Linked DNA regions of Sus scrofa: regions 1, 2, 3 and 5 are each linked to region 4. The links are chromatin contacts, called in public HiChIP or PLAC-seq maps. All regions are on one chromosome and are shown on one strand. Each heading gives the region's core, a stretch centred on a gene start, on an enhancer-like site or on the middle of the called end of the contact. The rest is flanking DNA. Distances are from core to core; before and after follow the strand shown.

Region 1 (4,571 bases), core at 764-3,263, 160 kb before region 4:
GTGATGTGCAACAAATCTTTCAAATGCAGTCATTTCACGGTTAGCCTAAATTTAGGCAAACACAATTTCTGAATACTAAGAAAAACAAATGCCATAATAAGCCTTCTAGCACAGGGGTCTAAAAATAGTGTATTCCTTCTCCCAGCTCCACACACAAAGGACAAGCTCTTGGACATTAGAAGCACCACCAAGTCTAGAGCTAACGCTCTCTGCACATGTGTACGGATTTCCCACTGTCCTTCTGACTGCTTATAAGCTGGGAACTTATTTCATCAAGTAATGTTATTACTATTATTATTCTTATTATTTTTGCTTCTTAGGGCCACACCTGCAACATGTGGAAGGTCCCAGGCGAGAGGTCAAATCGGAGCTGCAGCTGCCGGCCTACACCACACCCAGCAATGCCAGATCCGAGCCACATCTGTGACCTATGCCGCAGCTCACGGCCAGGCCGGATCCTTGACCTGGGGAGCCAGGGCTTGAACCTGTGTCTTCGTGGATACTGGTCGGGTTCCTTACCTGCTGAGCCACAACGGGAACTCCAAGGAATGTTAATTATAATGCCCCTAACTCCACCAAAGGACTAGGGGCATGCAGAACGGGAGGCTTCCAAAGGACTTGGGGAATGGAAGCATCGAGCCTTGAGAGCTGACGGGATTGGCCTAGTTACAGCTCGCACATAAGTGTGCTCCCGCAGCAGCCACCTTAAAACAAACCTCTCTGATCTTCATCTACCTCCCCTTCCGGCACAACTTCTCTCACACAGTCCACACCCAGTGTCTCTGCTTCCTGATCTCCCCTCACTCGTCACTTCGATCTAGCTCCCTTCTCCACAACTCATGAATACATGCATGCCCGTCAAGGTCACCAGCATCCTTTGCAGGGCCCACACTCACTCCAGGGCCCCTTCTCTCCCTCCCCGTCCCACGGCCCTCGGCAGCATCCAACATCCCATTCCCATCTTCTTGACTCACTTTCTTTTCTTTCTTTTCTTTTCTTTTTTTTTAATTGTTATTTTCCCAATACAATTTTTGACTCACTCCCTTTCCTGACTTCCAGGACTCCTGGCACCTGGGTTCTCTCTGCACTGATTTCCCCAGCTCCTCCGCTGGCTCCGCCTCTTCCTCCCAACCTCTTCTCCCACCTTCTTCTTTCCCAGTGATTTTACCAGGCTTGGGATTGTCAGTAGCCATAGGCTGAATGTCCCCATTTTTTCCAGTGAGCTCCTGACTTGTAAACCCCACTGAGTTCTCAATAGTTGAGTATCTATTTGGCACGTCAACCTTAACACATGCCGAATGGGAATCTTGATTCTTCCCTCCAAAGCCTGCTCCACCCGGAGTCTGTACCATCTCACCACATGGCACCGCCATCTGTCTGCCCAGCTGCTCAAGTCAAAAGCCTAGAAGTCATTCTGGACACTTTCAGTTGCCTCCTCTCCACACTCAATAGACCAAAGACCTGCCAGTCCCACTGCCAAAACTTGTCTTAAATAGGTTGGCTTCTCGTGTCTGTCCTGTGACCAGCAGGACTGGAAGCGTGACCGTCTACTGCCACGTTCTAACCCATCTCCTTGCTTTTTGTCTGCTGCCCGCAGAGCAGGGATCCTTCCCTGCTGAAGGCCCTGGGCGGCTTCCAGTTGCACTTGGGGGAAGGCTGGAAGCTCCAGCGCCTGCCTGCCTCTCCCTGCTCTTCCTACCACGCTGCCCTCCTCTCTGTCCCTCCAGCACCAGCATGCCAAGCCGTGTGCCTCCTGCCTTAAGGCCTTGGTGCTCTACAGAGAGGCATCCTCCTTGCTGTCAATCTCTGTGCTCCCTTCACACCGCTTCTTACCACCTGTCACTAGCCGTGCATGCAAGAGGGGCCCAACTGACCGCGAGTTGCATGAGAGCAGGGACCCTGTGCACGCTGGCCGTGGGTGTGGCCATCCCGCTGGCTGAGTGACCGGATGTGTGAACAGTGGCGCTGGGTGGGGCAGGCAGGGCTCCTGGCTCTGGCTTTCCTAAACAATGGATGAGTCAGCCACAGCAGCAGTTAGCGTGAGAGGGGGGACTTCTTCGTGGGAAGAGCGGCCACACCCTGGCTGCCGGGCAGCACAGAAGGACTGGTCGGCCTCGCTGGGGTCAGGCTGGGCCCGCATTTCCCTCAGACTCCAGCCTTAGGGGGAAGCCACCTCTGTGTGTGTGTGTGTGTGTGTGTGTGTGTTGCAGGGGGGTGTTGTTTATTAAAAATAAACAACAGAAGCAAAATCCATGCAGGCGGGCTTCTGCCCAGGAATTGGCCTTCAGGACAGCCATCTAAAAAGAGGGGTGACTCCTGGATGGCCGCCTTCCCACCTGTCTGACCACCGAGTCCAAAGGCTGGGCTCCAAGCAAGAGGGGGCAGGAGGGAAGCTTCTGTTGCCATGGCAACTGCAGTGCTCCTGGGGCCTAGGCTTGAGGTTTCAGATAAACAACTATTTAGAGACCTGACGAGAAGGAGCAAACAGAGGAACCAAAAAAAAAAGAAAAAAAAAATGGCAAGAAGTAATCCTTAACAAGTGCTGCAGGACACACTCAGAAAATAAAACACAGGAGCTGAGAGCAGAATCCTCCCACCAGCACAGGAGTGGCCTCCTGCGGGGCTGCATCCGGAACAAAAGGCCCCATTGACACAAACATCTGTTACTACTAAACACTTAGGAATCAATATTTTCCTAAAGGTTTTTTTTCTTCCCCCCACCCCGTTTGGCTTTCAAGGGTTACTGTCTGCCAGGCTACCGGACTTTAACCTTCTCCAAGTCCGCAGCCACCACACAGAGTGACTATTACGACCTCAAGTGAAGAATGTGGTCCCGGAAACGGCCCCGTGCTTTTTTTTTTTCCTGAATAGACACCCAGGGAAAATGTCAGAAGGCAAATCCAAACCCACACCCTGAACGACTTAAAACATAACAATCCTGTCCCTGGGAGGATGAGTAATCCAGCCCAATTTAATTTTAAAAGGAAACAGCCGATTTAAGGAGATGGCCTGGATGAGGCTTGAAGGAAAGGAGGGGGGCGGGATCACGTGATGCTTTACCTCAACACCTGCATCTCCTCAGGGGAGCTCCGCACCTCGTCCCGGAGGCGACGCCAGCGCAGGCAAGCCCTCAGCTCCTGCTGCTCCTGGGCCTCGTGGGGGGCCAGCTGCTTAGACCACAGACACACAGACACATATGCACAAAACACAGTCACTGTTGTCCTCACGCAGGGTCAGAGCCGTCCCATGGAGCGGAGAGTTTTGGTTTTTTTGCAGGCGAAGAGGGGGTTGGGGGCGTCGGTGGCACAGAGGCCCCTGCCTTGCCTTGTGCCCTAGTAGTAGAGGGGTCAGAGGGCCTCTGAGGTCCGCAAACGTAGAACCAGCCCTCACCCCCCCAACCCCCGGGCCTTTTTGGGAGGCGCACACCGCCCCCCCCTCCTGGAACCTCCCCCACAACCCTACCCCCCCCAAGCCCCCACCCTCACCCTGTCCTGGAACCTCCCCTCCCACCCACACCCCTACCCACTTGGGAGAGAGAGAGAGCGAGCCTGTGAGCAGGCCTCCCCAGGGGGCCGTTTGCACTCTGGTTCCACCCAGCCCCTTCCTGCTTTGTCCTGCATCGGGTGGGAAAGGCCCCCTCCATTTACCTCCTATTCTCCCCAGCCCTCAGTTTGTCAGGGCTGTTTACAGTGGAGCCGGCTAATGTGACCCAGATGATTCTGTTTGCATAGAAGCAGAAAGGCCGAGCTGCCTGGACGCAGGCTTGGGGAAAGAGACGGCCTTGCTCCCTGCCCTGCTGGTCAGAATGGGCTGCCCTCCTCCACGTGCTCTTGAGGCCCCCACGGCTGTACCCTCCACAGGGGAGGGCAGCAGCGTGCCCACTGGGGAGGGAAAGGGCTGCATCCACAGGCATTTCTGGAAATTAAAGCTCCCTAATAGTTCCCTTGACAGTTACTTACTGATGCTCCGCCAGGCCCTGGGGACAAAATGGACACAGCTTCCTGAAGAGTCCAGATAAGAACACTAACGGTCAAAATGTAGTGACAGGGCAGTTCCTGTTGTGGCTCAGTGATAATGAACCCAACTAGTAGTATCCATGGGAATACAGGTTCAATCCCTGGCCTTGCTCAGCGGGTTAAGGATCCGGCGTTGCCGTGAGCTGTGGTGTAGGCCGGCAGCTGCAGCTCTGATTCAACCCCTAGCCTGGAAACTTCCATATGCCACAAGTGTGGCCCTAAAAAGATGGAAAAAAAAAAATGCAGTGATGACAGGGAAGAACCCCGATGCTCCCTGGCCCATCAGGGTGGTAGGAAGGCTTTCCTGAGGAGGTGATGGCACCTGAACCGGTCCCCAGGGACAGGGGAGTCGTCCAGGGGAGGAGGAGTTTCAGGAGGAAGGAAAGCATGTGCCAGGCTCATGGGGCCTGAAAAGAGTGTGACATGTTTAGAAAACGGTGAGGGATAGGGTCAGGCAGGGAGCAAGATGCCATCCAGGGAGGGACAGAGGTACCAAACAGCCAGCAGAGGCCAGGTGACCAATGAACCTTGTGTGCCCTGTTGTTAGAGGCTAAA
Region 2 (4,320 bases), core at 816-3,315, 250 kb before region 4:
GGAGGATCCTAGTGGAAACTTCTAAGAGATTCCAAGGCAGTATTTCCCCAAGGCAGGGGCCCCACAGAGCAGATTCCTGTGTCAGCCTGGGAGACAGGTGCACCTCTTAGGCATGGCTGGGACTTGCCAGAGAAGAAATGGGGCTGCCTCCCTGGCCTAATTCTGGGGATACTTCAGCTGGCCCATAGATGCAAGGCTGCTGTTCCAAACCCTAAGAGCCTCTGCAGTCATTCTTCCTGAGGCTACGTTTCCTAAGGCTCCTTCCGGTCTTGTTAATATACCACGGATTACAAGTAACTTTAAACCCTGATAACAGTATTGAAAAAGCCCAAACCAATAACATTAATAACGACTGTGGGTGAGCAATGATGCAATGGCAACTCTTTAAGGCTAAGTGCTTTACGGTTAACGATTTTACAGATGAAGAAATTGAGGCTTATACAGGCTAGTCTATTCAAGATAAAAAACTGAGGCTTACACAGACGAATCTATTCAAGATAAAAAAGCTAGGAGTTCCCGTCGTGGCGCAGTGGGTTAACGAATCCGACTAGGAACCATGAGGTTGCGGGTTCGGTCCCTGCCCTTGCTCAGTGGGTTAAGGATCCGGCGTTGCCGTGAGCTGTGGTGTAGGTTGCAGACGCGGCTTGGATCCCATGTTGCTGTGGCTCTGACGTAGGCCGGAGGCTACAGCTCCGATTGGACCCCTAGCCTGGGAACCTCCATATGCCGCGGGAGCGGCCCAAGAAATAGCAAAAAAAGACAAAAAAAAAAAAAAAGATAAAAAAGCTAGTAAGAGGGAGTTCCTGTTGTGGCTCAGTGGTTAACAAACCCAACTAGCGTCCATGGGGACGCGGGTCCGATCCCTGGCCTTGCTCAGTGGGTTAAGGATCCAGCGTTGCTATGAGCTGTGGTGTAGGTCACAGACATGGCTCAGATCTGGTGTTGCTATGGCTGTGGTGTAGGCTGGCAGCTACAGCTCTGATTCGACCCTTAGCTTGGGAACCTCCATGTGCCACGGGTGCGGCCCTAAAAAGACAAAAAAAACAAAAACAAAAAAAGCTAGTAAGGGGTGAAGAGGGGACTTCAACCACAGCATGAAGGACTATTGGATCGGAGAAAGAAAATGTACTTGACGACTTCGATTTGATTCTAACAGCATCGATGACCCACAAGGCATTAGCTGGGGCCATCTCCAAAGTTCTGCGGAGAGAGAAGTGAACAGAGACCACACATGTTCTGGGAAAAGGAAAAAAAGACACGTCCATCCATAACAGAGTAACCTTTCTCTTGCTAAGAAAACTAGTCTCGGGGAAACTGCGCGGGGGGGAAATGCTCTTGACGAATGAATTCTTTCTACCAAGCTACTGTTAAAATTCAACTATTGCTAAAACAACATTTTCTTGTTTATTTTGATTTTGAATTATTTCTGATATTAAGACTTACTATAATGAACTGTCTTTCTAGAAAAGGAAGTATTTTCAAATATGCTGGTAAGAGTTTTTCACAGGAAAATGTCCCACCATGAATACCACAGCAATATTTCTTTAAAGAAGTATTTAAATGATGTGTCTCATCCTCCCAGATTATTGCAAGGTTATCAAAGACAAGTAATAAGAATACTGACGGTCACACAGATTTATAAAACCTCCCTCTCTCTTCTCTGCAGCAGGGCATGACTGCAAAACAGATCTGATACAAAAAATGAAAAACGAAGAAACTACAAATACGTGTTCAAAAACTTGAACAATCGCTGATGGTTACTTCGCTCTCCTCTCGGCCTCCTGGCTAAGAATCTGAACACCAGGCCAAGGAGTCTTGCAGCAACAAGTCAGAGTTCCTCTCCTTTTTTATCTTGAACTCCATCAGGATTACGGCTGTTCCCACAAAATTGAATGTGAAGTTCAGCAAAACTAAACAAAAAACATTATCTTTCACCTTCTGTTCTGGAGCCAGGTCTGCTCCACCTTCACTTTTTCCACTGAGCCTCTCCCTAGGATGGCTCAGGATAACAATGACTTTGCATTATGCACAGGGCAGTTCTTGGGGAGCATGAGTCAGAGGCAGACGCAGACACCAACAGCGCCAGCTCTGGAAATAACGGCTGCAGCTCTTTCCTCCAGGGTGGAAGGTGGTGGTCACCAAGCCGGCCTTGCCCAAACCTCCCCTGCTGGGAGGTCAAAGGCCAGGGAAACAGGTAAAGTGTGTGTGTTCGCAGGCACGGGCACCCGAGCTGTACACGCACATCAGCAATCCTTTGTTGGAAGCAAATTCAGCATGGTTTGGATCTGTTTTGTGATAATCTGGTGCTCTATGATTAGGTAAAGCTATTGTTGACTAAGCCAGTGACTTAATCTCTAATAAAGCCTCAAGGTACGCTGAGATTAGGAACACGGGAGTATCATCTATGCCTTCTCTCCAGCGCCCTTCCTTCTGCTGGGAGCGGGGGGGGGGGGGCTCCACGAGGCTGAAACAGCTTCTCATTTGGGACGGCATCTGCCAGTTGTGTTGCAGAGAAAACCCGGGCAGCTTCTTTCCCAACCCATAATATTCCTACTCACTTTGCCCTGCCAAATGTACACAGAGTTCTGGGGAACTAAACCTTTTATGATCCAAGTTCAGCATTTATCGATACTGTTTTGTGGGTGGAGGTGGTTTGATTTGGCCTGTAAGCTAACAGCCAAGTTCAGCAAGACCGCAGAAAAACTTCCTTTTAAATGTGCAATACATCAAGGCGCGAATGCATTTAAACATGGAAAGCAGCCTTGCACTTTAGATAAAAAAAAGATAACAAACATTAAAAAATATTTGCACAGACTGAAGAAAAGGCATTTGTAAGTACCTTTAGAGCCTTCCCAAATAAAATGCCTTGTTCTCGGGTCACACTATTGTTAGATGAAAAAGAGCAAAAATATTTTCATGTCACAGCTGCTTGGTCCGTGACAAACATGACAAAAACTTCAGATAATCTGTGCCTTGTAAAGTTCACTAAAGGCAAAATTTCACACTGGCCCTAACACCCTTCCAGACACCCAGCTGTCTCACCACGAAGTCCTGCCCGCTCGGAGCCCTCAAGGTCTGACCCAGTCCACGCCCACCCAAGCCAGGATGGGAGGGTCCTCGGGAAACTCACTCTGGACGAGGTTCTAGGCCACCAGGGCTGGACTGGGAGTGCCCCGCTGCATCTCCCGGCACTTCTTTCCCGCCGCCCTCCGGTGCCTGTGCCCCACAACGTGACAACGACCAGCCACACACGCTTCTCCCCAGGAACGCAGAGCTGCTCCGCTTCTACGGCTTCTTTTGAGGAGCTGCCCAGGCAGACAGCTGGAGAGAGCAGCGCCTGGTCTCAGGCCAGCACCACGGACCTCCGCGTTCTCACATGTAAACCAAGGGTTGGAGGGACAGAGGCCACAAGACTTCGGCCGACGGCCTGACAACCCCGGTTCTGCACCGGCTTCCCAGGGGATGCGCGCATGCGCAGCAACGCGAGCGCCTAGGCACCCCCGCTCCCCCCAAGCCGTCTCCCGACTCCGTGTACTCTTGTGGCCCAGCGCACTCAAGTGCCAGGGACCTCGAGTGGCCTTCACGCTCCTCCAAATGCTTGAGCTATAATTTTTTCCGGTTATTTTAGACAGCTCCTTGCTGGTGATGATTTTGTTTTCTGAAGTTACCGGAACGCTTAGTTCTTCCCGGTGTTCCACGCAGCAGCACTGCCCAAAGATGAGCTTCCCACAACTCCGAGAACCAGGTTCTCTTTGCCATCGAGAAACATGGCCACTCAACATGACCAAGAATCATTTCAGAGAATATAAGCGTTTCAAGACAGCTGCCTGTATGAGAATTCACTTTTTGTCATGAAATACATTAAACATTGCAACCGTGCCTCCTGAAAGGTAACAGGGGTAGTTCTTCCCTCACACCAGAAAGAAACGGTGCAAAATGACAACAGAGGAGGAGTAATGCCCAGTATTAAATGTCTTTCATGAGCTGGTATGTGTATAAACGCCGTCAGCCTTCAAAGGAACTTCACATCAAAATAGTTTGGGCAAAAGAAACAAGAGCAACAACTGAAGGCTAAAAAATGATTATAGACTGACCTAAAATGGAGCTCTGCTAGAATAGAAATCCTATCCGCAGCCTAAAGAGCACTTTGAGAGCTTCCAGTTTGGAACAGGAACAATGACAATTTATTCTACTATAAGTGGACCAACTAAAGAGAGACGCAAATGAAACTGCAGAGTAGTGCTGAGAAACAGGATCGGTCTTCTTGAATAAAGCCAAAGGATAGAGACATACTTGCATGCGAACTACTGCTATATTTGC
Region 3 (4,188 bases), core at 1,640-4,139, 200 kb before region 4:
CTGGAATGTTACCGCATGAGGTCCAAGGCTTCACCGGGGAAGACTGAGAACAGGCAAAAGCTTCTCTATGATGCCCCCCAGCACGAGGTTCTGGGGGAGGCTGAGAGGGATACCCAGGGCGTGGCTGTCTGATGGGGACATGTGACAGATGGGAGTCAAATGCCACAGTGCCTGTAGACAGTGTGGAGAAGGGGCCGAGAGCTTGAGGGGGGACGAGGGGGTCTTTTTCTTTGCTTTTCTTTTTTCTTTTCTTTTGCTTTTTAGGACTGCACCATGCACCTGCAGCATACGGAAATTCCCAGGCTAGGGGTTGAATTGGAGCTGTAGCTGCCGGCCTACACCACAGACACAGCAACGTGGGATCCGAGCCTCGTTTGCAACTACACTGCAGCTCAGAGAAACACCGGATCCCCAACCCACAGAGTGGGGCCAGGGATCGAACCCGGGCCCTCATGGATACTAGTTGAGCTGTCAACCCACTGAGCCACCATGGAAACTCTGAAGGGCAACAAAGCTTGAACTGTGTCATGGATAAAGGTTTGTGCTGTCCCCAACAGTGTGGTAGGACCAGGGGAAATGAAAGAAGCTCATGCAGCAGGGCAAAGAGAGCAGAGACAGGGAAGTCCAGAGCCATGGTCAGCTGGGCTGGCACACAAAATGGGTGAGAAAGGAAATGGAGTGCCCTGTGAGAACCCCTGGAATCCTGCCGTGGAGCCTCAGCTTCATCAAGGAGGCTCTGAAGCAGGGCCGAGGTAGGGCCGAATGGAATGGAGCCCAGGAAGAGTCATCAAGGGAGACGAGGCTGGAGGCAGGGAGACCAATGAGGAGGCTGTGAATGTGTTCAGACAAGAGGCAGTGAGAGGGGCCTAGAGAGACATGGGGTGCTCGGGAGGGGTGTGGAGGGTGGCACTGGCCGGGTTCTTTCGGAGAGGTGAGAGATGGTGTGTGGACAGGGTGCCCCATCGTTCTCTGCGGGATGACCTTGCACAGAAGGTAAATCCCAGTGACCAATATGCGCCATGGTCTATGCCCTGGACAGCTATTCAGGTCAAGGGTGAGGGCTATTTCATTAGAAAGTATTGAGGCAAATATTGCTTTGCCCTATATGCACACACAGGTACTATTACACAGTGGCACTAAAAACAAACAACAACTCCTCTGTCCACCACCAAGCACTGGCATAAAAGTAGTAGCTACTGCTTACGGAACACCTACTATGTACAGACACTATAGAAAAAATATCATGGGGGAGTTCCTGTCATGGCTCAGTGGTTAATGAGTCCGACTAGGAACCATGAGGTTGCGGATTCGGTCCCTGGCCTCGCTCAGGGGGTTAAGAATCTGGCGTTGCCGTGAGCTGTGGTGTAGGTTGCAGACGCAGTTTGGATCCCGTGTTGTTGTGGCTGTGGCGTAGGCTGGTGGCTACAGCTCTGATTTGATCCCGAGCCTGGGAACCTCCATATGCTGTGAGTGCGGCTCAGAAAAGACCAAAAGAAAGAAAAGAAAAGAAAAGAAAAGAAAAATATCATGGGAACTTTACAATGTCTGTGCAGGACCAATATTATTATCCCCATCTTAGAAATGAGCAAATAAAGGCCCAAGAGGTTAGGAGACGTATCCTGGGCCTCAGACATGGTGCTTGAACAGCTGGGATTCAGACTTACATGATCCCAGCTGCAGAGCCCCCGCTTTTCTTTCTGTGCTGAATTCGGGCTTCACAACACGCGGGTTGGTGATTTCCGGTGCAGACAAGCCCGCAGGAGGGGAAGGCCTGCGCTGGCTCCAAATAACGCTGACTTCTCGTTTACCTGCTGAAGGTGACCTGGCTCTTGGGGCCCTGTTTGTCTGCCCCTCAGTTCTCAAGACATGGGGAGACCCGGGGCAGGGGCAGAAGTGTGAGGACAGGAGAGTGTGCAGCTGCATCCAGGGGCAAAAGACACTCTCCTGCCAAGGAAGAGAACCTGTATTTCCAGATCCCTTTCCCCTGGAAGGTTCAAAGCGTCTTATAACCGTTACCACCTCATTCCTCATAGCATCCTTGTGAAGTGGGTGTCAACCGCTGTGTAGCTGTTTAGCAGATGGAGAAACCACAGCACAAGGAGACTAGTCCAGGTCAGCCCAGGCTAAAGAAAAAAAAAGCAACCCAGGTTTCTAGATTCCCAGTCTCAGTGCAGACACCAAACTGTTAAACTCTGAGAGAAGGCAGTAACTCCAGCCACTCAAAACGATTTTTATATATAGGGAGGCTCATCTCCCAAGGAAATTACGGGAGACCATTTGAAAATGCTTAATTTTGTATGGAAGAAACGGGCTGTGTGTTTCATGAAAAAAAAAATGTACACTAGTTTTTGCTGTTTCGATCATGACTGAGATGATGGAATGGGTGAATTTTGAGTTCTGGACTTGGCTGTATGGCAGTGGTAACGCTGAAGGCTGACTTTTTCAAATCAAGAAGCTCCGAGTCAAAGCCAACGGTGAATGTTTCCCCCCTGAGATCATGTGGCTTAAATAATCACAACAGACAAGCAGAAGCATTTCCACTTCGCTGGGACCCAGGACTTACAGGAAATGACTCTTCTGCATGTCTGATCACTATGGAAATTGATTTTATGCAGAGAGCTAAAAGTACACAGACCCAGGACCACGTGCCTCCATATCTGTGCTCGTGAGCAGTCCTTCCGCCTCATTACTGAGGCCTCCTGGGTACCTGGGTATCTGGCTGGAGAGTTCCCTGGCTCTACTCCTACGTCCTGTAATCCAACTTGCTATTTCAGAAAGTGGGTCTGCAGACCCCGTGAGCTCTAGATGTGGTCCCGTGTAGCTGGTGCTGCAGAGGAGAGGATGTACTGGCCACCCTGAATGATGGTGCTCAGAAAAATAAGCTGTACGGAGTCTCCATTGTGACTCAGCAGTAAACGAAGCTGACTGGTATCCTCAAGGATGTGGGTTCCATCCCTGGCCTCGCTCAGTGCGTTAAGGTGTTGCCGTGAGCTGTGGTGTAGGTCGCAGGCACAGCTCGGATCCTCCGTTGCTGTGGCTGTGGCGTAGGGTGGCAGCTACATCTCCAATTAGACCCCTAGCCTGGGAACGTCCATGTGCCACAAGTGCAGCCCACAAAAGACAAAAAAGAAAAAAGAAAAATAAACTGTATTTCAGGCCAAGAAAGAGACCCACGGCTCTTTGTTTCACGAAACAGACCCAGGCGTACGTAAAAAATGGTATCGAGTGTGCTGTGTGCTGTGTTGCTCGTTGTCCGTCGATGCCTCAGGGCGGAGTGACAAGGACAGGAAGTTGACGCCTAGCCCCTCTCTGCGGCTTGTGCTTATTAACTTGTTGTTGCACAGGAGGAAGGTCTTTATCACCCTGGGCTCTGTCTCCGGCCTCTTGAGATGCTCAAGATCACGTTCTATCTGTGCCCCTGAAGGAAAGGACAAGCCCGGGTAATGTTCACAGGAAGTGAGCCGGGATGGAAAGAACTTGGAAAGTGCGGTTCTAGAGGGACGTGAGCTTCCAGAGGGTCCTGCTCAGGGCCTGCCATGGAAAATGCTCTTGTTCTGGAATGCACTGTACATTTCAGATGGGTAATTTTAAATTTAGTGATTCAGGTTTTAAGTTCCCTCCCTACATGTGGATACAAATAGTGTATGCCTCAGAGCTTTGCACGGTTACTTTTTTTAAACTTTTTTTTTAAAGGGCCACACCCACGGCATATGGAGGTTCCCAGGCTAGGGGTGGAATCGGAGCTGCAGCTGCCGGCCTACATCACAGCCAAGCAACACAGGATCCGAGCAGCATCCGTAACCTACACCAGCTCACAGCAACACTGGATCCTTAACCTACTGAGCAAGGCCAGCGATCAAACCCACATCATCATGGATACTAGTTGGATTCTCAGCCCGCTGAGCCAAGTTATTTCTTTTCTTGATCAGAGCAAGTTATTTGTGCTTGGGGAGATCAGTAAGATTGCTGAGGTCACATTTACAACCGAGTACTCCCTAGCTCCGTGGGGGAGGAAAAGTACTGAATTAAAACAAACAGAGGAATGTGCACATGCTAACATAATAACTGACGAGCAAAGACAGACCCAGCAGCTGTTAACCACTGGAATATCAGGTGGGCAAGGCAGGCTGGATGGAGTACTCCTTAGGGTGCCTTTCTGCCGGGGCAGATGGGCGCCCAGGATTTATC
Region 4 (4,581 bases), core at 147-2,646:
AAATCAAGATGCTGTAGTTCTTTCTACCTATCAATCATGCCTACTACTAGTAAGTTCAATACAAAACTTATGGAATATCATTGTCCTATTCTTAGAGAAGTCGGATAAACTCACTCCAAACACACCAAAGGCACAGCCATACCATTCACAAACACCCTGCTTCCACAGGGGCAAAAGCAGATTTATCTTTGCCGAGTTAAGCATCTTCCGGAATTTCTCATTTTTAAAGGGTTAGAGTTTCACTGAAAATTAAAGCAGGCATTTAAATTCTTCTTTCAAAAGCATCCACTTCATCTTTTAAACTTTTCTACTGTAGCTTAGACAAACAAGATGCAGCTTTTGGAAACATCAAATTGATACATGCTTTCATTTATGTATCATATTTCTTCACTCAGTTCTTCTGAGGCACCTGCTTCTTTCCTACCTCAAGCTTTTTTCTTTCTCTAGTAGCTATTCTCTCTCTTTTTTTCTTTTTTTTTTTTTTTTTTTTTTGTCTTTTGCCTTTTTCAGGGCCACACCCATGGCAATATGGAGGTTTCCAGGCTAGGGGTCCAATCGGAACTTTAGCTGCCGGCCTATGCCAGAGCCACAGCAACGCCAGATCTAAGCCGTGTCTGCAATCTACACCACAGCTCATGGCAACGCTGGATCCTTAACCCACTGAGCAAGGTCAGGGATCAAACCTACAACCCCATGGTTCCTAGTTGGATTCGTTTCTACTGTGCCACGATGGGAACTCCTCTAGTAGCTATTCTTAATTTCAGAACTTCTTGCCCAAACTATGTCAAGCTATTTCATTATTTTGGAACACCTCTGTATTACAAATTTTAAATGCTTGATGATATGTATAGGAACACGCATATATATGAATATGAATTTATAAGTGTATATACTATATATTTAATGTAATAAATATAATAGATATATAATTATAAATATAATAGATATGTAACAATAATAAATATAATAGATACATAACAATAATAAATACAGTAGACATATACAACATAGGTGAAGCTCCCAGTTTTGTTGCTCTTCCTCTCTTGGCTTCTTTCTCTAGTTTTTGGGTCTCTCTGCAAACCCCGACTTTTTTTCCTCTCACTACGTTTTAGATGCTGTATCTACGCGTTCTGGTTTTATGAGCTAGTGCCACCCTCCAGAATACTCATGGTGTGACTGTCTTTCCTTAGCTCTTTTCCGCTGTTGCTCAAGGGCGGGAACTGGCATCAGAACAAAGGAGACAGTAAGACGCCCTGGGCTGGTATGCACCAACACTGCCTGACCAGGGCCATGTGCCAGATCATGCCATGGCTTCTCAGGCTCTGATGCCACTGGGCAAGGCTTCAGGTTTCCTTCCCGGTAACATGGAACCGCCTACGGCACGGACTGGAGAGAATGACCTTCAAGATCACACTAGTGAACCAGGTAGAAGAGCGCCACCTACTGAACCCAGAACACAAGCACCTCCACAGGTTTTGAGGTTTTTGTCCCTGGTGGCTAATACATAAAGGAATACCTTTCACCAGATTGGCTACCCCAAGTCTCACCTGCATTCTGACCGCAATTAAATCCTAGGATAAACTAGTTCTCCTTAAACTTAAAATACGAAATGGATCGGCACACTGGACAACAAATCATTCTGTGCCAGACGGTCATAAGCATGCTTTAGGACTTCACTTCCTTGAGAAAAATCATGAATGTCAAGCTTAAGACAAAAAACCCATAGCAACAAGAATTGGTATACACATGCCTGCCAGAATCATCCTAATCCAAAAGAGATCGTGATGACTTCCCCGTATGCCAAATATGGTAAGTGCAACGCTAGAATGACAAGCAAGAACTAGTCAAAAGCAAGTTGCGAACAAAAGAATGAACTGACAAAGATTTAGAAAGTGCAGGGCATTATGTGAGACCTTACGAAGGATGTAGCAGAGCAGAGTACTGTCCTCCATCACCAGGGGTTTTCTAATCTAAAGAGAAAAGATGTACTCACTTCTGTACTCCTACCCCTGGAAACACATGTGTGTGTGTGTGTGTGTGTGTGTGTGTGTGTGTGTGTGTGTATTAGCCTGGAATAAAGTTTCCTCGGTTGGAGAAATAAGGAGCTCTCCCTACTTCGCATTCTCTCTTTGTGTAAACAATCATGACCAGTCCTACACGTCTTTTAATTTACCAGGTCCTTACACGTCATTCCTGGTTGCTTGCTGTGGGAGCAGGCTAAATAGTACTGCTTATTTGGAGCCATCAAGAGAGAAGAAAAGTTGGCTTTCAGTGGCACACCAGAGGGTCCAGACCCTGAAATCTTGGCTTTTCTCTAGACTTTCCATACAAAATCAAGACAGAATGTCAGGGAGCTGGTCTATTGGACAGGCTGGAGAGCAGCATTTTGCCCGGGATGAAGTAATGTCTACAGTCTCTTACTTTTGCATAGAAAAACAAAATCAGATCCTAAGCGAGGGCACATACAGCTTTTAACACCTTTCATTTGTTCATATGCTTCTTCTCCAACATTTGGAAGGAGCTTAAATTAGCCAGTCTTATTCATTCACTTGAAGCTTCCTAGGAAAAATATAAGCGGAATGTTCTAATTTTCTAGGAATTAGACTCTAAATTAGACCCTGAAAAAATAAAACAAAATTCAACAACAACAAATTACCAAATGGTGGAACAGGAATGTACTACATCGATTTTTTTTTTCCTTTTAAAAGATACTGAGTTTGGAGAAAAGGCATAAACTCTAATCAGAAGCAAAACTAAAGGAAAGACCCTGAAATCACTTTTGTTACTATCAGTGGTGATCTTAAATGCTTCTTCCATGAATATATTACTTCTGTCTGATTACAGAGAACACATTCATTCAACAAGTAAGTACTGAACACCTATTCTATACGAAACACTGTACTGGGCATTGGGTCTCTGGGCGTAATAGTTTAGCTATATTTTGGCAGGGAATACAGGCTGACAACAAGAGTCAGGCTAACATTTCTGTCTGCCCAAATGACATGATGGTGAGAAAGTTCAATAATAAAGGATAAAGGAGCCAAATAAGTCAATCTAAATCGGTTTTTTTTTTTTTTTTTTTTTTTTTTGCATTTTAGGGGCGTCCATGTGGCGTATGGAAGTTCCCAGGCTAGGAGTCGAATTGGAGCTGCAGCTGCCGGCCTACACCACAGCAACATGGGATCCAAGCCACATCTGTGACCTACACCACAGTAACACGGGATCCAAGCCACATCTGTGACCTACACCACAGCTCATGGAAACCCTGGATCCTTAACCTACTCAGCAAGACCAGGGATGGAACCCCCCCATCCTTATGGTTCCTAGTTGGATTCATTTCTGCTGAGCCACGACGGGAAGTCCGCCCAATCTAAATCTTGACTTAGCCTTGTTGAGAAAAAGGATAGAGGCTTCTCAGCTACTCAGATTTTATGATGGTCATCACACTACAGTCTAAACCATTAGCCTTCGTTTTTAAAAACAGCCAGGAGGAATGATTTCCCTCATGTAGCAAGAACTCAGAGGTCTGTCTTCTGACTTCCATCCCCCGCCCGAGGGTTGCTGTCATTTCTGTCGCTGTTATCTGCCTCATGACATTAGGCTGCTCCCAGGTGCTCTGCTTCTTTCGGGAAATCAGCTGGTGCCTGGCAAATGTACTAATCAGGCTGACGTATCGCTGGGACGGAAACTGTGACTTGTGGGTGGGTTGGGTTTTGCCTCTCATGTTTGCAAGGACAGCTCATGGTTTTAAAGGGCCCTGTGCGCAAGGGAGGGGAGGTCCTAGGAGACCAATCGACCAATCGAGAAAACATGACTCGGAGAGGAAGTAGTAGCAACTTGTATTCACATACCCGTTTTCTCTAAGGAGGGCAAACACATTTGGAGACATTATTCCATCCTCCAAATAGCCATTTTGGGGTCTGGCAAAAAGCACTGTTAGTGCTCTTGCCTGGTGGGCCTCCGATAAGCCCCAGCTGTGGGCTGCAGGAGGAATGCAGTATTAGGCATAAAGTTCTTTCTCCCTGTCTAGCTCAATCCTCCCTCTGTCTGAACTGGTAAAGTCTGCTCTGTGGGATCATATAAGGTGTAAGTTGTATGTAAGCAAATCCTAATTCGCATCTACTTTATTATAACTATACCCTGAATTGGTAATTCTGGAAAAAAAAAAATCCACAGATATACTCTGGGAAGTATGACTATTTTCCATGAAAATGCTAAAGTCAATTCTTGTTTTAATTTTTGATGATAATCTTCAAGTAGCTAGACAGACAAATATTGAAAGGCTCTGAAGTTCCCGGGCTAGGGGTTGAATCGGAGCCGTACCAGCCAGCCTATGCCACAGCATCGCCAGATCCACGCCTCATCTGCAACCTATACCGCAGCAGTGGCAACACCGGATCTTTAACCCACTTGAGCGGGCCAGGAATCCAACTCACATTCTCGTGGATACTAGTCAGGTTCATTACCACTGAGCCACAAGGGCAACGCCTGGAAGATTTTTTTTCTGTAAAGGGCTAGTGAGTAAGTATTTAGGGCTTTGCAGGCCATACAGTCTTTGTTGCAACTGTTCAACTCTGCCAT
Region 5 (4,541 bases), core at 1,932-4,431, 130 kb before region 4:
GCTCCGGGAAGAACAGGTTCATTCTGAGGACTGGAGGTGAGGAGGAGAGGCGAAAGGACTAGGAGCACGATCAAGGGGAAGGATTAGTCCAGAAGGGGCTGGGGTGGGTGGGGGGTTGGAAGAAGCGCACATCTGGGCAGTGACATGTGCAGGCCAAGGTCGGTGCAGAATGGGGTGCACAGGCTGTATAGGGACTGGGGTGGAGAGACAGTGGAGTTAACAGTGAGGTGGGGGAAGGTGTGAGATGGGCTCAGGCATGCCTGCCCACTCCCTCCAAAAGGCACCTTAGAGGCCTGCCCCTCTGCCCACATATGAAAAACTAAAGACCTACCTAGTTCATGCCACCCTGTGGGAGCTGCCCATGTGCCATGGCGAAGTCACGTCACACCGAAATCCGCCAGACAGTTTATTCAAAACTGTTTTACAAAATCCCAGTCATAGCAGGACCAAAGGAGACGCCTTGCCTGAAACTGGTGACTCAGTCAAAGCCAGAAGCTCACAGCGACTGAGGGCAGAAATCTGTGTATGCCACCCTCTGTAGCCACACTCACAAATGCTTCTGAGGTAGTGATGACACCAAATACCAGTAGCTGCTTACTAAGGTGTGTACAGGGGTAAGACTTGGCCTTTTCTTCTGCTAACAAAGGGGTATCTTTTTTCTTTTTTCTTTCTTTTTTTTTTTTTTTTGTCTTTTAGTGGACGCACCTGCAGAATATGGAGGTTCCCAGGCTAGGGGTCAAATCAGAGCTACACCCGCCAGCCTACATCACAGCCACAGCAACAAGGGATCTGAGCCGCATCTGAGACCTACACCACAGCTCACAGCCTTGTCGGATCCTTAACCCATTGAGCAAGGCCAGGGATCGAACCACATCCTCATGGATGCTAGTCAGGTTCATCACCCCTGAGCCATGACGGGAATTCCTCAAAGAGATACTTTTTTTTTTAGGGCAGCACCTGAGGCATATAGAGGTTCCCAGGCTAGGAGTCTAATCGGAGCGACAGCTGCCAGCCTATACCACACCCACAGCCACGAGGGATCTGAGCCGAGTCTGAGACCTACACCACACACAGCTCACAGCCACGCAGGATCCTTAACCCACCGAGCGAGGCCAGGGATTGAACCCGCAACCTCATGGTTCCTAGTCGGATTTGTTTCTGCTGTGCCACGACAGGAACTCCCGCAAAGGGATACTTTTAAGGAAAGTTTCAGCCACTTTGGTTGTGTCACTTTGCTGTTCACCAGTTTCACTTGGTAGTGGGATAACAACAAGCAAGAGAAAGAAAACATTCCATGCTATTTTCTAAGTATAACAAATACCATATTTTTCACAGTCTGTGTAACTATAATCGTTTACTTAACTGGTCCCAAATTTTCTTTCTTGTTCTTTCATTCATTATTTTAAGGCTCTGAAAATCCACCTTTAGGTTGAATGCATCTGTGGAAAGAAAGCCTGGCCTAAAGCAAAACCAAGCATCAATGCACGTAACCTTAACTACAGTGTTTGCTTCTGCAAACACTATAATGTATGAAATAAAATATTAATAGCCATTACCTCAGTTCTTCTGAGAACAGACCTGAGTCACAGTTTTCGTGTGGCGTGATTTCCACACAAGCGTCTCACGTCTCACCGTGTACACTGCTCACGTTGCCAGGCGGTGGAAGACTCAGAGCAGGCGAGACCAAGACGCGTGTGTGTTTTCATTCCATAATGTCATGGGCAACGTTGCTTATTTTGGAGACCAAGTTCAGTTCTGAATTTATCACCTATTACACATTATAAGACGAATCACCTAAACACGTACTAGGAGGGGTGGCAAAATTATTTTTAACTTAGAAAGGAAAATACTGGAATGAGATTAACATCTCTGTCATTTATCAGCAGCTAGATTTGCCATCACTGCTGAACTCTCTGACATCTCCAAGCACCGAGAGGGCAAAATATTTGTATGAATGGATGTATTTCTGACGCCTGGTGCATTGCAAATGGACATAAGTAGATTTTTTTTTTTTTTGTCTTTCTACCTTTTCTAGGGCCACTCCCACGGCATATGGAGGTGCCCAGGCTAGGGGTCTAATCAGAGCTGTAGCCACCAGCCTAAGCCACAGCCACAGCAACTCGGGACCCAAGCTGTGTCTGCAACCTATACCACAGCTCACAGCAACACTGGATCCTTAACCCACTGAGCGAGGCCAGGGATCGAACCCACAACTTCATGGTTCCTAGTCGGATTCGTTAACCACTGCGCCACGACAGGAACTCCATATAAGTAGATTTTTAAACTTTGTGCAGATGGTGTTAAAAATGGTAAAGACATTCAGCTCGCCCCCGGCTTATAATCAGTCCAGTTGCCCCCACCCCCACCACTGCTTGTCCTCTGTCTTCTTGATAAGCTTTGGGTTCATAGCGGCCTAAAATCCAACTGTTTGACAGTTTTGTGTCTGATGATTATAGAGTATAGAGCTGAGTGAAATAAAGAATAAAAGTCAATAAATTAACTAGAAATCCTTACACAAGGGTCCAAAGCCACACACACACACACACACACACACACACACACACACACACACACACACACAATCATTGTATGAAACGGTCTTGAGTTATCACACATCACTGTCAACTTCTAAAAGCAATACCCACTGCGGTACCGTATTTTAGTGTCTGACTTGTATCATTTCATCACTTTTATCTCACATTTGAACTGTCTTGTTTTATGGAACAGCTTTAACCACTTTTTTTCCCCCACATGAGCTAATGAACCTAATGTACCACTTTCTGTGTTCTGACATAACTGCAACTTAAATAGATTCAACCTCAACTGTCTTTTATTAAGGCAGAAGATCTCTGCTCCACAGCTGAATCTGAAAGCTAATTTGAGATGAGATTGTATTTTTATAATAAACTTGCTATAGAGAAGCTGAAAAAAAAAAAAAAAAAAAAAGAATGAAAAGTCAAGGAGTTCCATTGTGGCTCAGCGGTAAGGAACCCAACTAGTAACCATGAGGATGAGGGTTCAATCCCTGGCCCTGAGAACTTCCCTATGCCCCAACTGTGGCCCTAAAAAGCAAAAAGCAAAAAGCAAAAAAAAAAAAAGAAAAAGAAAAAGAAAAAGGGAAGTCAAGTGCCCATCCTAGTACCTAGCACACAGTAAACAGGCCACAAATGGTAGTCCCGCCCTCTTGCTCTCAGATTGCTAAGTGCTTTCAAGTCTGTGTTTAGAATTGATTCTTCAAATCCCCCATGAGATAGTGTCAAGTGAACATTCTGCTTTTATTGGCGGGAGGCAGGGAGGGGGAGGATGGCTCATTTACTCCTCCGAGATGGGATCCTGGCACAGTCCAAGGCTGGACCGAAACTGGCGCTCTCGGCCGCAGCTTAGCGGCAGGGCTTCTGGGCTAAATTGCTTCTTGAGGTGGTTTGCCACACCGAGGTGTGTTTTTTAAATCTGTGCAATAAAATTTGGTGTGGTCAGAGAGGCGGCGGATGGGAACCCACCCACAGGCAAATGACGTCAAAAAAGCTAAAGGGAAACATTGGGCTTCTCTGTTCTCGAGCAGCTTCTGCTATGTTAAGCAACCTCAGAAGGAAGCTGACTTTCCATTAAAAAACAGCCGCTTTGGCAGTTGTCACAGACAGCCTGGGGTCTTATACTTCCCCTCTCAGGAAAGTGGGGAAAATAATTTCCATAAGTTGGAAAGGAAGAAAGCTGGAGTTCAAAGGCACTCGACGGTCAATTGATGTTAACTTCCACTTCCAAAGAGCAAACAAGGAAACTGAGGCTCAGAGCAGGTTGGATACTGAGCCTTTTACTTCTGGATTTCCAGCCTAAAACACTTGGCGGTCACAAACCTGACAGTCCGAAACTTTGTCAGCTGCTCGGATGAGAAAGGACATTGCAATGTGGTTTTGTTTTGTTTTGTTTTGTTTCTTTTTAGGGGCTCACCCTTGGCATATGGAAGTTCCTAGGGTAGGGGTTGAGTTGGAGCTGCAGCTGCCAGCCTATGTCACAGCCACAGCAACGCCAAATCCAAGTCACATCTGTGACCTACACCACAGCTCCCGGCAACGCTGGATCCTTAACCCACTGAGTGAGGCCAGGGATCCAACCTGCATCCTCATGGGTACTAGTCGGGTTCTTCACCTACTGAGCCACAACAGGAACTCGTTTTTTGTTTTTTTTTAACTTTGACTTAAGTATAGTGACATTTCATCAGTTTACAGAGGGGCTGCTTCAGCAGAAGTTCATGGTGGCTGAAGGGGGAATGGTCCTGTCCCATTGAGCCCCCTGACACCCCAGCTCTTGCTGGGATAGAAGCTCTGGAGAGGCTGTGTGGATGTGTAAGGGGCACACAGCCAGGCAGACCCTTCTTTCTTACACTTTTGTCCCCAGAAGACAACCTGATGTGTGGGCCTGAACACACTTTGCAGACAAAGCTTCCCCCTGCAACTCTGGGGGGTCCCCTGCCTGGGGTGGGACCAACTATTGGATCTCTCAGTTCTTCAGCTTTCTCCTCTACAGAGGTGACGGCTAAGGGA

What was found. HiChIP or PLAC-seq counts read pairs in DNA pulled down with a chosen protein or histone mark.
Region 1: a contact with region 4 is called in an H3K27ac HiChIP or PLAC-seq map of skeletal muscle, with 8 times the contacts expected there. The contact joins two enhancer-like sites. A contact is called at or near these places in 7 of 47 Hi-C or Micro-C datasets (embryonic fibroblasts, fibroblasts, liver and 3 more) and 2 of 2 datasets of contacts at active chromatin or transcription factors (alveolar macrophages and skeletal muscle).
Region 2: a contact with region 4 is called in an H3K27ac HiChIP or PLAC-seq map of skeletal muscle, with 7 times the contacts expected there. The contact joins two enhancer-like sites. A contact is called at or near these places in 17 of 47 Hi-C or Micro-C datasets (alveolar macrophages, brain, embryonic fibroblasts and 11 more) and 2 of 2 datasets of contacts at active chromatin or transcription factors (alveolar macrophages and skeletal muscle).
Region 3: a contact with region 4 is called in an H3K27ac HiChIP or PLAC-seq map of skeletal muscle, with 6 times the contacts expected there. The contact joins two enhancer-like sites. A contact is called at or near these places in 2 of 47 Hi-C or Micro-C datasets (embryonic fibroblasts and epiblast stem cells) and 2 of 2 datasets of contacts at active chromatin or transcription factors (alveolar macrophages and skeletal muscle).
Region 5: a contact with region 4 is called in an H3K27ac HiChIP or PLAC-seq map of alveolar macrophages. The contact joins two enhancer-like sites. A contact is called at or near these places in 4 of 47 Hi-C or Micro-C datasets (embryonic fibroblasts, skeletal muscle and subcutaneous adipose tissue) and 2 of 2 datasets of contacts at active chromatin or transcription factors (alveolar macrophages and skeletal muscle).

What each region holds. Positions count from the first base shown.
Region 1 is chr10:27,237,753-27,242,323 of Sscrofa11.1, forward strand. C10H9orf3 (aminopeptidase O) reads right to left here. Exons shown (of 19, transcript XR_002336299.1): 7 at 3,061-3,167. Among named protein-coding and RNA genes, the nearest start is that of MIR23B, 160 kb to the left of the region's middle. Within about 2 kb of position 2,014, at least 50 of the 83 cell types and tissues checked have an H3K27ac peak or open chromatin away from gene starts, as enhancers often do. A contact at or near this core is called in alveolar macrophages, retroperitoneal adipose tissue, skeletal muscle and 1 more, where this site is marked.
Region 2 is chr10:27,143,201-27,147,520 of Sscrofa11.1, forward strand. The region is part of intron 14 of C10H9orf3 (aminopeptidase O); the gene reads right to left. Among named protein-coding and RNA genes, the nearest start is that of MIR23B, 65 kb to the left of the region's middle. Within about 2 kb of position 2,066, at least 39 of the 83 cell types and tissues checked have an H3K27ac peak or open chromatin away from gene starts, as enhancers often do. A contact at or near this core is called in alveolar macrophages, fetal skeletal muscle, omental adipose tissue and 2 more, where this site is marked.
Region 3 is chr10:27,194,077-27,198,264 of Sscrofa11.1, forward strand. All of the region lies in intron 11 of C10H9orf3 (aminopeptidase O), which reads right to left. Among named protein-coding and RNA genes, the nearest start is that of MIR23B, 120 kb to the left of the region's middle. Within about 2 kb of position 2,890, at least 17 of the 83 cell types and tissues checked have an H3K27ac peak or open chromatin away from gene starts, as enhancers often do. A contact at or near this core is called in skeletal muscle, where this site is marked.
Region 4 is chr10:27,397,030-27,401,610 of Sscrofa11.1, forward strand. All of the region lies in intron 3 of C10H9orf3 (aminopeptidase O), which reads right to left. Among named protein-coding and RNA genes, the nearest start is that of C10H9orf3, 73 kb to the right of the region's middle. Within about 2 kb of position 1,397, at least 33 of the 83 cell types and tissues checked have an H3K27ac peak or open chromatin away from gene starts, as enhancers often do. A contact at or near this core is called in alveolar macrophages, fetal skeletal muscle, omental adipose tissue and 3 more, where this site is marked.
Region 5 is chr10:27,262,955-27,267,495 of Sscrofa11.1, forward strand. The region is part of intron 5 of C10H9orf3 (aminopeptidase O); the gene reads right to left. Among named protein-coding and RNA genes, the nearest start is that of MIR23B, 180 kb to the left of the region's middle. Within about 2 kb of position 3,182, at least 24 of the 83 cell types and tissues checked have an H3K27ac peak or open chromatin away from gene starts, as enhancers often do. A contact at or near this core is called in alveolar macrophages, skeletal muscle and subcutaneous adipose tissue, where this site is marked.